3 separate regions of the Mus musculus genome follow, and all the other regions are linked to region 1. Evidence: chromatin contacts called from public promoter capture Hi-C data. All regions are on one chromosome and are shown on one strand. The core of a region is the stretch at or near the end of the contact, and the rest is flanking DNA. Distances in the headings are between cores, read along the strand shown. Region 1 holds the start of Kif19a (kinesin family member 19A). Region 2 holds the start of Cd300lf (CD300 molecule like family member F). Region 3 holds the start of Cd300e (CD300E molecule).

Region 1 (5,140 bases), core at 706-3,205:
CAGAGAGTCAGGCAGTACCTGGGACCCCCTGCAGGAGACTTTGGTTTGTAGACTTGGCTTGGTTTATATATTTATCAAACCCAGGGTTGCCAGCTGCTTCCTGCCGCTGTTTATTAATAACTATGCCCAACACCCGCTCCTGGGGGAAGCCGGGGAAACCAGTCCCAAGGCACAGGCTGACATTGGGCTCTATCTCTGGGGACCTGCCAGGTGTCTGAGACAGCCTTAAGGGATGTGGGTACTTGCTTTTCCAGCGTCTTTCCTGGATTCTAACCCCATGGAGTCTCCTTCTCTGGTCTGTGCAAGAGCTCTGGGCTCTCAGCTTCAGTGGGACAGACAATGCAAAGGACAGATCACTACATTCAGGAAGAGTTCCAACACCATCCAGGTGACAGGCAGACAGGACAGGAAAACCAGGCTCTCAGTGGCTAGGCAGGTTTAAGGCAGAGCTAGGACTAGAATCCTGTTTTGCCCAGGCCTCCTGAGACGAGGAAAATTTCCACTGGGCTCCCTGAGTGTGTAATTGTTGTTACTGTTACCAAGAATGGAAATTGCAACTGTGTATCCATTGTTCCACCTGGCCACCTGGCCTCCTGTCCGGCTTTTTTACATCGCAAAGTGATCTCACCTGCGAAATTCACAATGGAGAACTGTGTAACCCACTTTTGGTTTTGTTTGTTTGTTTGTTTGTTTGTTTGTTTAATTTTCAAGAAACTCCCCCAACCCAGAAAAAACAAACAAACAAAAAAGCCAGGGGACGGTAGCACAGGCCTTTAATCCCAGCACTTGGGAGACAGAGTCAGGGGGATCTTGTGAGTTGGAAGCCAGGATGGTCTTTCAGAACAGCCAGGGCTACACAGAGAAAAAACTGTCTTAAAAAAAAATTCAAGAAACTTGTCATAAAAGAGTTATTTTTAATGATGTGTGTGTGTGTGTGTGAGAGAGAGAGAGAGAGAGAGAGAGAGAGTACCTCATGAACTGTCTCTCCAGCATTGCCGCCCCCATTCATACTTTAAAAAATTTACATTTATATATTATGCACATGTACTAGGGAGTCCATGTGGTGATCAGAGGACAACATTTGGGTGTCAGGTCTGGCCTTTTACACATGTGGGTCTCAGGAACTGAACTCAGGTAGTGAGCTTGCAAGCTCCCTGACAGGGCAAGCCATCTGGCGGACCCTCGGATTATTTTAAGTAAGCTTATGATTTTGTGTCGAGCCACATCCATAGCTAACCTAGGCCAAATGCAACCTGAGGGGACAGGTGGACTCTCCTGGGTGGTGCTACTCTGGCAGGCAGGCCAAATCCATTCATTCTGACTTCAGGCTTGGTTTGCTAGTGTGTCTATACACTTTACTTAGCCAGGTGCCAAAAGGGTGCAGGCCAGCTTTTCACCCACCTTCTCACTCCCTCATCCTCTCTTCCTCTGGACAATGGGTGCAGCTACCCACACCCTAGGCACTGGCCTCCACCGCTGCGAAGCCAGCATTACTCCTGGAAACTTGAGGCTGCTAGGCGCGCCCTGGAGACGCCCAGTAACAGTCAAGCGAGCAGCAGAAGATCGTAGCCACAGGCAAGGTTGCTTCTGCCCAGCTAGTCGCGTGCCAGGCCGGTGTCGGGAGCGCAGAAGACACAGCCAGGAGCCTCGAGCCTGGGCACGGGTGTGTGCGGAGGGGCCACCAAACGGACGCCGCTAGGCCGGGAGGAGGTCGAGACGCTCAGACCGGTGACCACTCGTACTGACAGAAAACCTCGGGACAAGCAGCAATAGCTGCAACAGAAGCGCAAGGGGGCCGGGGGTGTCCTGCGTGGAGGCGTCCTGCTCACCAAAGTTCAGGGGGCAGAGCGCAGAAGGCGGAGCGAGCATAGGGGGCGGGGCAGCACAGGGGGCGGGGCGGAGCCGGCCAGGCCCTCCTGGCCCCGCCTCCTGGTCAGCGCTCGGGCGGCAGGCGCGTTGTTGGTTTCGGGTTGTCAGGCAGCAGCGGAGGCGGAAGAGCGATCCGAGGAGGTGACCATAGTGGAGGTGCGTCTCAGCCATGCCAGCTGTCGCGGCCTGAGGCTCTTTACCTACCGCAATCATGAAGGACAGCGGTGACTCAAAGGACCAGCAACTCATGGTGAGACCCCTTATCAAGCTCCTGCTTGGTTCCCCTCCACCAAACCTGAGACTTGACAGCCTCAAACATAGTGACCACTGAGAGCAAGAGATGGGAGTCTGGGACTGTGCAGAACAACTACCCAAGTTCTCAGTGGCCAGAAGGGATGGTGGCACTTCCTGGGGTTAGGAAGTTAGCACCCCACTTCCCCTGCCCAAGTTCAGCCTTCTTTGGGCCAAGACTCAGAGGTCAAGACCCAAGAGAGGTCTCAACTATTGCCTGAGAAGGAAGCTGGGATTCTCTAGCGAATCAGAGGGCTTAAACCCAGCCAGGTCTTGCTTTAAAGGAAGATGGAGCCACAGATAGAAAGACAAAAGCCCCCGAAATAGGGGGAGCCAGCACCAAGTCTGAGGAGCAGTTAGTTATGGGCTGTGCCTCAGGCTCTGTCCAAATCAGGACTCCAGATACTTCAGAGAAATGCTAGAAGCCACCTGGATAGTCCCAGGGTCTACTGGCCTGGGAAGAATAGCCACATGGGAAGGAGTAAGGGTAGGTAGAGACCAAAGAGAGATTCTTGACTATCCGTGGTGGAAGCTGGAGCCACAAAGAGAAGCCTTGGTGCTACTCAGGTTGTAGGATAGGTGGAGATCTCTCCTCTCTCTTTCACAGCCTTCTTCCCAGTCCCTAGCCTTAACCTATGATCTGTGGAAATGGTCCTTCTGCCCCAGCAGGCAGAGCATCACTACCGAAATGCCCGAGAACCTGTTTCTGCACAGGGAAGCTTGGATTCAGCCCTAGGAGCCAGTTCCAGACTCGGTGGCACCCTCTCTGACAGTGAGAATGGCCTCTTTGAAAGAGTTTGCTCCAAGAATATTCATTGTCATTAGGGCAGGGACAAAGACCCTCCTTTCACCAAGGAGGCGTATCCAGGGAGGAGGCTGATAAAGGCAATAGGACAGTCTGTGTGGATGAAAGGAACTGAGGGTCCTTGAGGTCCACTCAGTATCCAGGCACCTCCTTTTGCTCAGCAGAAGAAATTCTCCCCAATCCCTGACTCTGGTTTTATTTTGGAGGGAGACATATCTATCTCTAAGTGGCCAGGAAATAGAGAACAGAGAAGCCCTTGGTAACACTTCCTGGGAGTGTTAGGATGCAGCCACAAGTTGCTGGAAGGACAAAGGGGAAGATTCTCATCCTATCCTCATTTCTACACCATTCTGTCCACAACCCCCCCCCCCCTTCCCAACAGTACCTCACTCTCAGATACAGACACGTGGCTCTGGTCCCCAAGGCTCCGGATTTCAGCCCAAGGGAGTGGCAAGTGTTTAATTTGGGCATGTGACTGAAGCAGCCTGTGTAGACAGTTCATCCCCTGGGGGCTCCCCCTGAGGTATACAGACTTTTGAAAAGAGACACTCAGACTCATCCAGACACCCTGTGGACCAGCTGCCCTCTGGCTCAGGCAATGCCCTAGACCCACAATGTTCTTCAGGACCAAGGAGATGCAGATGGTTGGATGCTGGAGAACACAACCCTGTTGGGAAAGGAATTCAAAGACCTTGTCATCCCTCCCTCCATGGCTACGTATGGTCCTCTTAACCCAGGGTTCTGGTCTTCCTCCCAGGTGGCACTTAGGGTCCGGCCCATCAGCGTGGCTGAGCTGGAGGAGGGAGCTACCCTCATCGCTCACAAGATGGACGAGCAGGTACTTGGGGCTGCAACCAGGAGCTGCAGGGTGGAGGCTGGCTCACCTTGCTCTGCATACACACCTGGGCGGGCTCTCCACAGCATCACCAAGAAAGAGGCTTTCTTCTCTCAGGAAGACTTCCTAGAGCAGACCAGGAAAAGCTATGAGCTTTTGGAGCCTGGGTGAGCCCAGACCATAAGATACATTTTGATCCACATGCTGTCAACATCCCCATATGACAGCCAGCTATCCACAGAGCACATATTTAGCTGGTCTAGCAGAAACCCACCACTAGAGCAGGCAAGTTTGGCAGAGCTCTTCACTGTCTACTCTCTTGGTCTTCACATCAGCATGGTGAGAGAGGGCATCTGAGATAATAATTATTCATAACGAACCTAGAACATGCTGGAAGCTGTGCTAAAAATTAGAAAAAACACTCCAACATGAAAAGCCCCATGCTCCCTCTGTTGCTGGAGTTTACTGTGGGGAGAGAAGAAGGCATTGATCAAAGAATTAAAACAGATATAAGAATGTGCAGCTCCGGGCTGGTGAGATGGCTCAGTGGGTAAGAGCACCCGACTGCTCTTCCGAAGGTCTGAAGTTCAAATCCCAGCAACCACATGGTGGCTCACAACCATCTGTAACGAGATCTGACGCCCTCTTCTGGTGTGTCTGAAGACAGCTACAGTGTACTTACATGTAATAAATAAATAAATCTTTAAAAAAAAAAAAAAGAATGTGCAGCCTAGAAGGACTAGAAAAACAGAGTCTGTTGTTCAGAGAGTAAATAAGGGTCTTGAGCCTAGGCTCCCTTAAGAGATGGTGACAGAGATATCTCAGTGGCTAAAACATTTGCCTCATGGGCATGAGGCCTGGGGTGTGATCTCTGGAACCCCCATAATGCTATAAAATGTTTGTGAGTGTATTGGCCTACCTGTAACTCCAGCCTTGGAAGGCAGAGACTGGGAACTCCCAGACTGAGCTAGCTGACAAGAGTAGTCATATCTATGAGCTCTGAGTTTGATTGAGAGACCCTGCCTCAACTCGCGGGGTGATAGAGTGATCACAAAGGTTGCAGAGCAACTCAGGATGATTTTTGGCATCAATGTTAGGGTTCCACATGTACACATACAAATGCCAACAAACATACAAACACACAAGAACAAAAGGGGAGAAATGAGAGAGAGAGTGGTGAACCTGGATATGATAGCACACGTCTGTAATCCAGTACTCATGAGACTGCGGCTGGAGGATCAGGAATCCCATGCTATCCCGGGCTGCAAATTGAGACCCTGTCTTAACTGGCACTGGGGTGGATTATAAAGATAAGCTCTCGCCAGGTGGTGGTGGTGGTG
Region 2 (5,140 bases), core at 1,502-4,001, 370 kb after region 1:
CACAGAAAGGAATCAGGTGCCCAGTACCTTGTATGCCCTCTGTGAGGACTTAGGGTTCTAATTCTAAGCTGAGGAGGTCATTGGAGATGGTTGCCCCCCAGCTTTGGCTGAGCAGTAAGAAAATATGGAGTTGCAGAGCACTAAGATGAAGAGGAATGGGGACGAGAGTGAACTGGGAAGATTTGATAAGGCCATGTGTGAAGTCTCTCTCTTTTTTTTCTTTCTTCCTTCCTTTCTCCTTTCCTTCCTTCCTCTCTCTCTTCTTCCTTTCTTCTTCTTCTTCTTCTTCTTCTTCTTCTTCTTCTTCTTCTTCTTCTTCGTCTTCGTCTTCGTCTTCTTCGTCTTCTTCGTCTTCTTCTTCTTCTTCTTCTTCTTCTTCTTCTTCTTCTTCTTCTTCTTCTTCTTCTCTCTCTCTCTCTCTCTCTCTCTCTCTCTCTCCCTCCCTCTCTCTCAGTTGGGGGTCTTACTATTCCCAAATTTCTTTTCTTTTTTGTGTGTATATGTGTATGAGTATGTGCTTATGGGCATGTGAACCTAACTACAGGTTCCCATGAAGCCCAAAAAGGACATCAGAGCTGGGGTGACAGGTGGTTGTGAGACACTGGGTACTGGGGGTTGAACCTGGGCCCTCTGTGGGAAGAAAAAAGCATGCCTCCTTAACTGCTGAGCCATCTCTTCAGCCCCCACCTTTGAAATGTCAATGTCTAAATACAAAAGCTGAATACACACTTAGCTATAAGAGTCCTGAGAAACGTCTGCTCTAGGGGTATGAAACTGAAAGCCATCTGCTAAAAAATATTTCAAGCCTAGAGGAGAAGCCCAAGAGCACAGTGGAAACCACCAGAATACAAAGCAAGAAACCCCTCTTCAGCGGTCTAAGTCAGCAGGCCCTAGAGCAGCAGTTTTCAACCTTCCTAACATCACGACCCTTTAAAACAGTTCCTCATGTTATGGTGACTCTCCCCAAACAATAAAATCATTTTCATTGCTACCTCGTAATTTTGCTAGCTTGATGAATTTCAGCATAAACATTCTTGGAAATAGAGGTTTGCCGCAGGGGTCGTTGGAACCACTGCCCTAGAGAGTATCTGAGTACTCATCTATACTGCAGCAGTAGCCGCAATAACCGAGCCATGAATCAAAGTCCATGGACAGACGAATGGATAAAGGAGGTGTCGTATAAATACACAATGATGCCTGCAGGAAAAAAACACTGAACTGGAGGCCATCTTGTTAAAGAGAATACACCAGATTCAGAAAGACAGATATTGCATGTTTTCTCTCCTACGCAAACTCCAGATTTGAAAAAACAAACAAACAAACATGGAAGTAGAAGAGGGTATTTAGGGAGAAGAAGGGGACCCGTAGAAATGGGGAGAAGATGAGAGAAGACGATTGTCTAGGTGCATGCAATGCTCACAGGAGAAAAATGACACAAAGGACTCATGATTTGGTGCAATTTATTTGAAGACAGTCCCACCCTGCACCCTGACTAGCCTGGAACTTGCTATGTAGACTAGGTTGTCCCTAAATGCACAGAGAGTCACCTACCTCTGTCTTCCAAATGAAGAGAGATTAAAGGTGTGCATCATTGTGTTCAAGAGTAAATTCTCTTTCTTTGAAATCAAAACTGTATCCATTCGCTTACAGCTACATTAATTCAAGTGTCATGGCACAGGCCTATAGTCCCAGCACCAGAAAAACCCCTTCGGTGGTCTAACTCAACATGCACTAACTAGAGCAGTGATTCTCAGCCTTCCTAGTGCTTTGACCCTTTAACACAGTTCCTCATGTTGTGGTGACCCCCAGCCATAAAATTATTTTTGTTGCTACTTTGTAATTGTAATTTTGCTACTGTTATGAATCGTGTTGTGATTTTTTTTTTTTTTTTTGGTTTTTTGAGACAGGGTTTCTCTGTATAGCCCTGGCTGTCCTGGAACTCACTTTGTAGACCAGGCTGGCCTCGAACTCAGAAATCTGCCTGCCTCTGCCTCCCGAGTGCTGGGATTAAAGGCATGCGCCACCACTGCCTGGCTGTGAATATTTTTGGAGGTAGACGCAGAGGTAGAAGGATCACTAGTTAGAGGGCCAGCCTTGGCTACATATGGAGCACCTCCCCCATCTCAAAACACAAGAAAGTGCTGTCAGCCCTCTATCTGTGGCCTTGTCTCCTGCCCCCTCTTCACCTTTCAGTCCTCAGCCATTTCTGACAGCACCTTCTCTCCCAGTTGCCACAAATCACCTTTTCATCAGTTGTGAATAGCAGACTTTTTTTTTATCCCTTCAGCAACCTGTTCCCACAATCATTTCTTCCCCCCAAAGCCTTCCCTCCCTTGCTGTAACACAATCACACATTGACAATCCAGCCTCATCAGACATTCTCCTGAGCAACCAGGGCTCTCCTGTCTTTCAAAGACCAGCGGGGCCCATCAGTGTGTCTGTCTTAAATACGACCAGTCCCTCAGTAGTCTAGAATTGTGCCTAGGTCGGGGCTTAAGAACTCAATATTTCTGCCACAAAAGCGCCACAACAATGGGGTGGTGGACAGATGACCCCTTGCTGGGTGGCCACTTCCTCTGGTTGCCTGAGCTCGCTCACCTGTGATCCAGAAGAGAAAGGGGACCAGCAATGACAAATGCATCTTCTCACACCGGGTCACCTTGGTGGAGCCTGCCAGCGAGAACAGGCTACATGCTCCACTCCTGCGTCTCCTGGTCCTGTGGTTTCCCTCACTCTCACTCGGCACTTCCTCCTTTAGCCACTTCCCGCTGGCATATAAAGCACCAAAAGAGGAAGGAGGTAGGGTGAGAGAAGTGTAACGCAAGAAGTCAGACTTGTGAAAAGGACTTTGAGAAACATCATGTCCTCAGCTCCAGACTGACTTCTGGAAAGAGAACAGGGGCTCCTGCTTTGAATGTGCAGGCTCGGTGCTTCTGGATTCCATCAGCTAGAGCAAGAGTTGCTGGAGCCCAGAAGGCCAGCGCTTCAATAGGTTGAAGGGTGCCAGAAGAGAGTCTCTAGAACAGAGACTGGAATGGAGGGAGCCGAGGGAGCTGAAGGGGTGTCAAAAGCCAGCCTCATCATGGGTGCCAAGCACAGCTGTAATCCAAGAATTTAAGAGGTAGAAACAGGGGAATTAAAAGTTTGACTTGAAACTGAGCTATGTGGTAAGGTCAAGGCTAGCCTGGGCTACATAGCCACACCTGTCTAAGAGGAGGGGAGGAAGTATTGCTCAGTGGCAGAGCTCTTGCCTAACATATGCAAGGTCTTGAGTCTGAGCCTCAGCACTCCCACTCATTACAAACTTACCAGGAGAGGGGCTCAGATATAATCAGGATAAATGAACAGGAATTAACATTACCCAGAAGGCTCTGCTTTGATGGCACTCTTTTTTTGTTGTTGTTTTGTTTGTTTGTTTGTTTGTTTGTTTTTTCAAGACAGGGCTTCTCTGTGTAGCCCTGGCTGTCCTGGAGCTCACACTGTAGACCAGGCTGTCCTCGAACTCAGAAATCCACCTGCCTCTGCCTCCCAAGTGCTGGGATTAAAGGCATGCTCCACCACTGCCTCTTATTGATCTGCCCCAGACTAATAGGTAATAGATATAGACTTAACCTGTATTCCCCAGAAATTTAGTGAATATCCCAGGACTACCTCCCCACTGCCCTCTGCAGAAAACCAGCTTGCTATTCATGACTTCTACCCCCGTTCCCACACCCTCCCTGCAGTAACCATTTGTCCAAATAAGAAAAGAAGGAAGGCCAGCCTTTATGGTCACTCCTCATCCTGACACTGTGGCTTCCATCTCACTCACACCCATTTTCAGGAAGTCCTTAAAATAGGGTCACTTTGGGTAGGAGCTATAGACACCCTGTGACACCTTTAATTGGTGGCGTCCTCAAGTCCTGGCTAGACTAACCATATGCAAGGAGGCACGTTGGAGGGCTATGTCCACAAGAAAACACCAGCTGCTGATAAGCCACAGCTTTTCCAGGATGTGGCCAGGGATGGCCACCTTCTTTACATACTTCTAGACCATAAAGGAAGGCCAACAAGGGTTTTCACTCACCACTGTTAATCAAACAGGTTTCTTCCCAGGGTTCCTCTTCCTCCTCCTCCGCACATGTAGAGTGCCTTTCAGAGAAGTGGTCAACAGGCTGAGGGAACCCTGAAAACCAAGGGGCCATGTTCATGGAAGGTCTAGGACCGACTTTTCCTTTCTTGAGCAGAGGTAGGAAAAAGAAAAAAGAAAAAGATAAAGAAAAAGAAAAAAAAAGAAAAGAGCACAGCTGTCTGACAGGAGCCTATGGCCAGCTCCTCTGATCCTGGTCCTCTCAAACTGGCCCATCCAAGATGGAGGGCCACCCTATGAATCAGGAACTTATTCCATCAGACTTATTCAAGCCACTGTGAGTTATAGCGAGATCGCCCCTTAAACAGGGGCTGTACTGGCTAGTTTTGTGTCAACTTGACACAGCTGGAGTTATCACAGAGAAAGGAGCTTCAGTTGAGGAAATGCCTCCATAAGATCCAGCTGTAAGGCATTTTCTCACTTAGTGATCAAGGGGGAAAGGCCCCTTGTGGGTGGGACCATCTCTGGGCTGGTAGTCTTGGTTCAATAAGAGAGCAGGCTGAGCAAGCCAGGTGAGGCAAGCCAGTAAGGAACATCCCTCCATGGCCTCTGCATCAGCTCCTGCTTTCTGGCCTGCTTGAGTTCCAGGCCTGACTTCCTTGGTGATGAACAGCAGTATGGAAGTGTAAGCTGAATAAACCCTTTCCTCCCCAACTTGCTTCTTGGTCATGATGTTTGTGCAGGAATAGATACCCTGACTAAGAAAAATTGGTACCAGCAGAGTGGGGTATTCCTGTGACAACCTGACCATGTTTTGGGGAGGACTGTGGAAGGACTTTGGAACTTTGGGCTTGAAGATCCATTCGTTGTTAAGAGCTCTGTCAGATGTTGTGAAGGAGCTTGGAAGATAATGTTGAGAACAGTGCAGAAGATGGAGGTCTGGTTTGTGAAATTTCAGAGGGAAAATTAAAGACTCTTTTCAGGGCCATTGCTGTTTTGATTGTGAAGATTCTGTGGATCTGGTTAGCTGGGGCTGAAGAATCAGCTGTGATTAACAAGATACCAGAACTA
Region 3 (5,140 bases), core at 1,601-4,100, 300 kb after region 1:
AATGACCCTTTACAAGCATGAACCGTGTGGGCTGTAAAATTCGTAATGAATAGAAATTCTAGTTTCTCATTGAAGTTTCTTGTTTATTGGATGGTGGTGGGCATGGTGTTTGTAGAGATTGGAGCACAACTTTAGGGAGTCAGCTCTCTCCATTCACGTTGTGGGTTCTAGGGATGAGGTTCAGCTTGCCAAGATTGAGCGGCAAGCACTTCACCCACGAGCCAGCTCTCTGGCCCAAGTTTTGTTCATTTTATTTTGTTTGTTGTTTTTTTTTTTCTCCTCCTCCTCCTCCTCCTCCTCCTCCTCCTCCTCCTCCTCCTCCTCCCCCTCCTCCTTCTTTTTCTTTTTCTTTTTCTTTTTCTTTAGACAAGATCCCCCTGGTAAGCCAAAGCTGACCTCACAGTCCTCTTACCTCAGTCCTTTGAGTGCTAGGAGTTATGTGTGCCACCCTGCCTGGCTATTTCTGTTCATTTAATATCAGAAAGCAGTTCCTTCCCTTTGCCTTTCCCTCGCTTGCTCTGTGATTGTCCCTTCTGCCTTCTCACCTATCCCTTCCTCGTTCCTCCCTCTCAAGCTCACTATAGAACCCACTGTGGGTCTCCTCTATAAATACAAGATGACTGCCTTTTCCCAAACTGTGTTTAGAACCTTAGGTAGATGCAGTGGGCAGAGGGGATGTTATGAAAGAAGAGAGGGCTGAGATACAGAAGGAGAAGTGCACTGTATGTCAGTACAAATTACATCACAGTTTAAATCGGGGCACAAGCACTCTGTCCTTAGCATAAAGATGAACAGGTCAAGATGGGGAGGCCCACTCCGGAAGGATGTGTAAAGAGAGGTCTTCCTCTAGAGTTTCACTGCACTGAACTGCACTGAACTACAGCACTTGGGCAATTTAGTCAGATGTAAGCAAGCTGATTTGAAGAAGTAGTTGTATGCTGGGAGTGGTCCTGCTTCATGGTGTTTGCTGATTACTGGGGTGTCAATATTCTCATCATATCTGATCTGAAGCTCTCATTTACTGTAGAGAAGAGGAAAAGCCCATAGACAACTCCCGTGAACTGGGACAAGGCAGGTCCAACCATCATTGTGTCTGGAACCTATGTCAGTCATTACAGCATTTTAACCCTACTCTCCAGACTGCCTGAAGATTCTATCATCATCATTGTAATCATCACATCATCATCTTCACCATCTTTACCGCTAACATCATTACCATCGCTACTACCACCATCGTCTTCACCATCACTACATCATCATCATGGTCATCGTCGTCGTCATCATCCTCATCATCACCTTTAGTCAAGGCAACTCAAGCCTCTAAGTATAATACAATGAATGCCTAAAGATCTAGATTTTATCTTGTTTTTGTTTGTTTGTTGTTTTGAGCCAGGCTCTCATGTAGCCAAAGCTGGCTTGGAACTATTTAGCTATTTTGCTGAGAGCCCTTCAGCTTCCTATGATGACCTAGATCATGAAGGCGCTGAGGGGGCTGCTGGGAGATGCTCCAGGCTCCTCTCACTTCACTCAGAAGAAAGCTGTTTGGGGGCCATCAAGATGGCTCAGTGGGCGCTTGCTGCGCAAACCCGGTTGTCATAGTTAGGTCCCTAGACTCACCCTAAAGGTGGAAGAAGAGAGCTGACTCTACAAAACTGGCCTCTGACCTCACATCACCACCCACCACCACACATACCACACGCTTACATCATAAAAAGGAAAAAGAAAACTACGTGTGGACAGAGTCACTCAGCTGGCCTCTTCCTTTAAGCCCTAACCACCACTGAAGAAAAAAATGCAGGTAGACATGGGGTAGCTTTTATGTTCTATGAGGGTCCAGCAGCAACAGCAACAGCAACAGCAACAGCAACAGCAACAGCAACAACAACAACAACAAAAACATAAAAAGTCACCTGCAAAGAAATACCCTCGAATTTTCATCCTAAACAGTTCCTGGAAAGAAAATGTGTTCTCCCTTTTTTTTTTTTTTTTTTGAGACAGGGGTCTCATTATATAGACCAGGCTGGCCTCGAACTCACAGAGATCCACCTGCATCTATCTCCCAAGTACTGGGATTAAAGTCATGCACGACCATACTTGGCCGAAGTATCTTTTACAGATTTTTTTTTTGGCAAGATCTCACTATGTAGCTGAGGCAAGCCTACAACCTCCTGCCTCAGCCTCCTGCATGCTGTGGTTACAGGCACCCACTGTCACAACTGGCTACTCTTTATTCCTTACAAACACTTCTAACCTCTTTAAACTTCAGCAAAAACAAGGTCACTGCTGACTTCTGCACGCTCCACGGTCTTTAAGATCTCTATCTACACTTTAGCATAAATCATTGCTTTTCTGCTCCACTGGCTGGTCCATCCTTCAAGACTGACTTCTGTGAAGACTCGATGAAGCCTCCATCCCTCTGAGGGCAGAGCGAGGAGCCCCTGCTGTAGTTGATATCTACAGGATCGGTCTGTATTGTAACAAGACTTATCCTGTAGCATAATCATTTGACTCCCTCATTCAAATAGGATTCCCCTTGACTGGGGGAAGTTACTTTATAGTTACAACATTTAGAACAGTCCAGGGTTGCAGTTGGTGCTTAGTAATGGTTTGTAGGACCCATAGATGGATGCTGGACTACACTGATAGATAAAGAGATGGGTGAATGCATGTATGTTCCCCCTGCCCCTAGGCCCCACCCCCACTTCTGACATCTGGATTCTGGCTTGAACCCAGGACTCCGACTCTACCCCCCTCCCCCCTGCAAAATTAGGTTTACAGATCCACCTCCCTACTCACCTTGGAAGCAGAGAAGGAGCAGACCTGCACATAGCCTCATCCTCCTGCCTCACTGGGTGCTGTCTCCAGAAAACTCCAGGTCGCTGCTGGAATCCAGATGTGTGTAACAGAGCCCAGGCAACCACCTTCTTGTTCAAGTTCTCTCCATGTGTTTTTTCTTATCTGCTTCCTTTGCACTCTGAGCTACTTCCTACTTTAACAAAAAAAAAAGGAAGATGAGTGAGAATCGCTTCAGAGAATGAACGGAGCAGATCCATTGCACGGGCCTGCACTCAATAAAAGCACGTTTGTCACAGCCTGACGCTTCAGGAAAGCCAGTTGCTGTGTGCAATAGCTTCAGCCCTTGTTTCTCCAGCTCCCTTTCCTGTCTAGTACACCTGCCTGATCCCCACTGCTTCCCTCTGCTATGGCTACTGACTTTGGGATCATAAGTGCCCCCCATTCAAAGAGCAGAGATGAGGGGGTCCTCTTTGTCTTTCTCAACCATTGTTTCTGCCCAGTTGATCTCAGGACTCTGCCACGGCACTCCGGTGGAGTCAGCCTGTCAGGCAGGGATGCCTAAAAGCTGCTCATGAGGAAAAAAGAGTTTCAAGGAAGCTCTCCTCCTGGAGTCTGGCGTTCTCTCTAACCTCTCTAACCCATACATTGTGAGGAGCGGGTGTGGCGGCAGTCCCAAAGGCGCCAGGGACTGCAGCTAAGTCGTATGACTTGCACCTGACTTCCTCATATAAGCCACAAACATCTTGAGAGCTGCGCAGGTGTACCAGGATACTGGTGAATCCATTTTGATGGAGATATGCCCCTGCTGCCCTGATTAGCTGAAGCTGCGTGCCTGGTGAGGTGGCGTGGCCTGCTGTGCGTGGATGGGAACTGAGAGTATAAAAGAGTGAGAGACCCAGAGTTCAAGGGAGATATAAACAAGGGAGATATAAACAAGGGAGATATAAACAAGGGAGATATAAACAAGGGAGATATAAACAAGGGAGATATAAACAAAGGGAGATATAAACAAGAAGAAACGGGACTGAATAAACGTGTGCAGAAGGATCCTGTGGCAGCGTTGTTCTTCGTGGCCAGTTGGGTGCACGCAAGAATACATTAATATTCCATTCCCGCGTTAGTCTAGTGTATGGATCCACGTGCTCTCTGTTAGTATTACCCTATTATAAGTGCCTTTTAAGATTGAATTCTGACATAGCTAAACCCAGTGTTCCAACATCCCAGAAAGCAGCAAGGAAGTTTAACCTATTCAGTAACTAATTAAGCATTACAATAAGACAGAGCCAGTGGCTCAACTGGTCACAGAAAGAGCCTGGGAATCTCACTGAGATAGAAATCTTTAGTACAGGCTACATTCCATACCTATAGCAAGTTGATTTACTCTCCTGACAAATGGAGATTCTCCAGACAAGATAAGAATTAGCAAGGCCTAGGAATTTAGGGGTCCGTGACACTACATTATTCTTGAGGCCTGCCAAGAGTAAAAAACCCCTGGTGCTATTAACACTAAAGTGTGAAATTCTTGCCTGTCACCTAGGCAGGGCTGCTAATCTCTATTGTAAACATTTATTTGGTTCCTGCAATTCCTTTCGCAGTCATTCCCTTGTATCTGGTAAATTTCAATGTACCTTGCCTGATGTGACTTGCAACCCCTGGTATTCTCTGTAATATAAAAAAGTCTGATGCTCGACCTGACAATACATTCAGATCCAACACAATCTCTCCTGTGTGCATCTGTTTGTCTATTCATCCGACGCTTTGCCCACCTGCCCGAGAGACCCATTCCACGCAGACACAGGGACCCAGAGGGTCTGCTGCAAGACCCCTCTTGCAACCCAGTGTCCCAACATCCCTCCAGACTCAGCGATTAACTTCCTGTGGTCAAGCTCTACCCAGTAATCAACTGGTGTTGTTTTCCTTCAGAGTCAAGGTCACCATCCAAGGTGTAGATTCCAGGGTCATGGAACTCAAACCCGTTACTATCTATTTGCAACATTATCTGTGTATCCACTGTGTTGTGTACACACAAGCCAAGGTGCTTGTGGGGACATTGGAGGACAACTTGTAGGGATCAGGTCTCTCCTTCTACCATATAGGGCTGGAGGATCAAACTCGGGTTGTCAAGCTTGGCAGCAAGCTCCTTTAACCATTGAGCCAGCCCTCACCCATTTCCATCATAAGCTGACAGTGAGCCCTGGAACATGTTGGGAAATCTTTCTTCGCTCCAGTTCCTTCATCTGTGGAGCAGAATAATCAGGACAATCTTTTGTTGACGGTGTTGCTTATTATTTATTATTCTTTGGCAATTTCTCCTGTATGTGCTGCATTTTATTTTCACTTGTAT

Evidence for each region. Promoter capture Hi-C pulls out the DNA fragments that hold promoters and counts their contacts. Capture Hi-C pulls out chosen DNA fragments and counts their contacts.
Region 2: a contact with region 1 is called in a promoter capture Hi-C map of adipose tissue. The contact joins the promoter of Cd300lf here to the promoter of Kif19a in region 1. A contact is called at or near these places in 4 of 39 promoter capture datasets (the 3T3-L1 cell line, 3T3-L1-derived adipocytes and embryonic stem cells), 1 of 484 Hi-C or Micro-C datasets (embryonic stem cells) and 2 of 9 other capture datasets (adipose tissue and pancreatic islet).
Region 3: a promoter capture Hi-C map of the HPC-7 cell line shows a contact between it and region 1. The contact joins the promoter of Cd300e here to the promoter of Kif19a in region 1. A contact is called at or near these places in 13 of 39 promoter capture datasets (the 3T3-L1 cell line, the C10 cell line, the HPC-7 cell line and 8 more), 1 of 484 Hi-C or Micro-C datasets (bone marrow-derived macrophages), 4 of 115 datasets of contacts at active chromatin or transcription factors (embryonic stem cells, extraembryonic endoderm stem cells, pancreatic cancer cells and 1 more) and 3 of 9 other capture datasets (adipose tissue, embryonic stem cells and liver).

What each region holds. Positions count from the first base shown.
Region 1 is chr11:114,763,434-114,768,573 of GRCm38.p6, forward strand. Kif19a (kinesin family member 19A) reads left to right here and starts at 1,956. Exons shown (of 20, transcript NM_001102615.1): 1 at 1,956-2,119; 2 at 3,723-3,803. The coding sequence starts at 2,081.
Region 2 is chr11:115,131,241-115,136,380 of GRCm38.p6, forward strand. Cd300lf (CD300 molecule like family member F) reads right to left here and starts at 2,752. Exons shown (of 7, transcript NM_001169153.1): 1 at 2,599-2,752. The coding sequence starts at 2,641. It also overlaps a transcript of Rab37 not described here.
Region 3 is chr11:115,059,189-115,064,328 of GRCm38.p6, forward strand. It overlaps Cd300e (CD300E molecule), which reads right to left and starts at 2,851. Exons shown (of 4, transcript NM_172050.3): 1 at 2,797-2,851. The coding sequence starts at 2,836.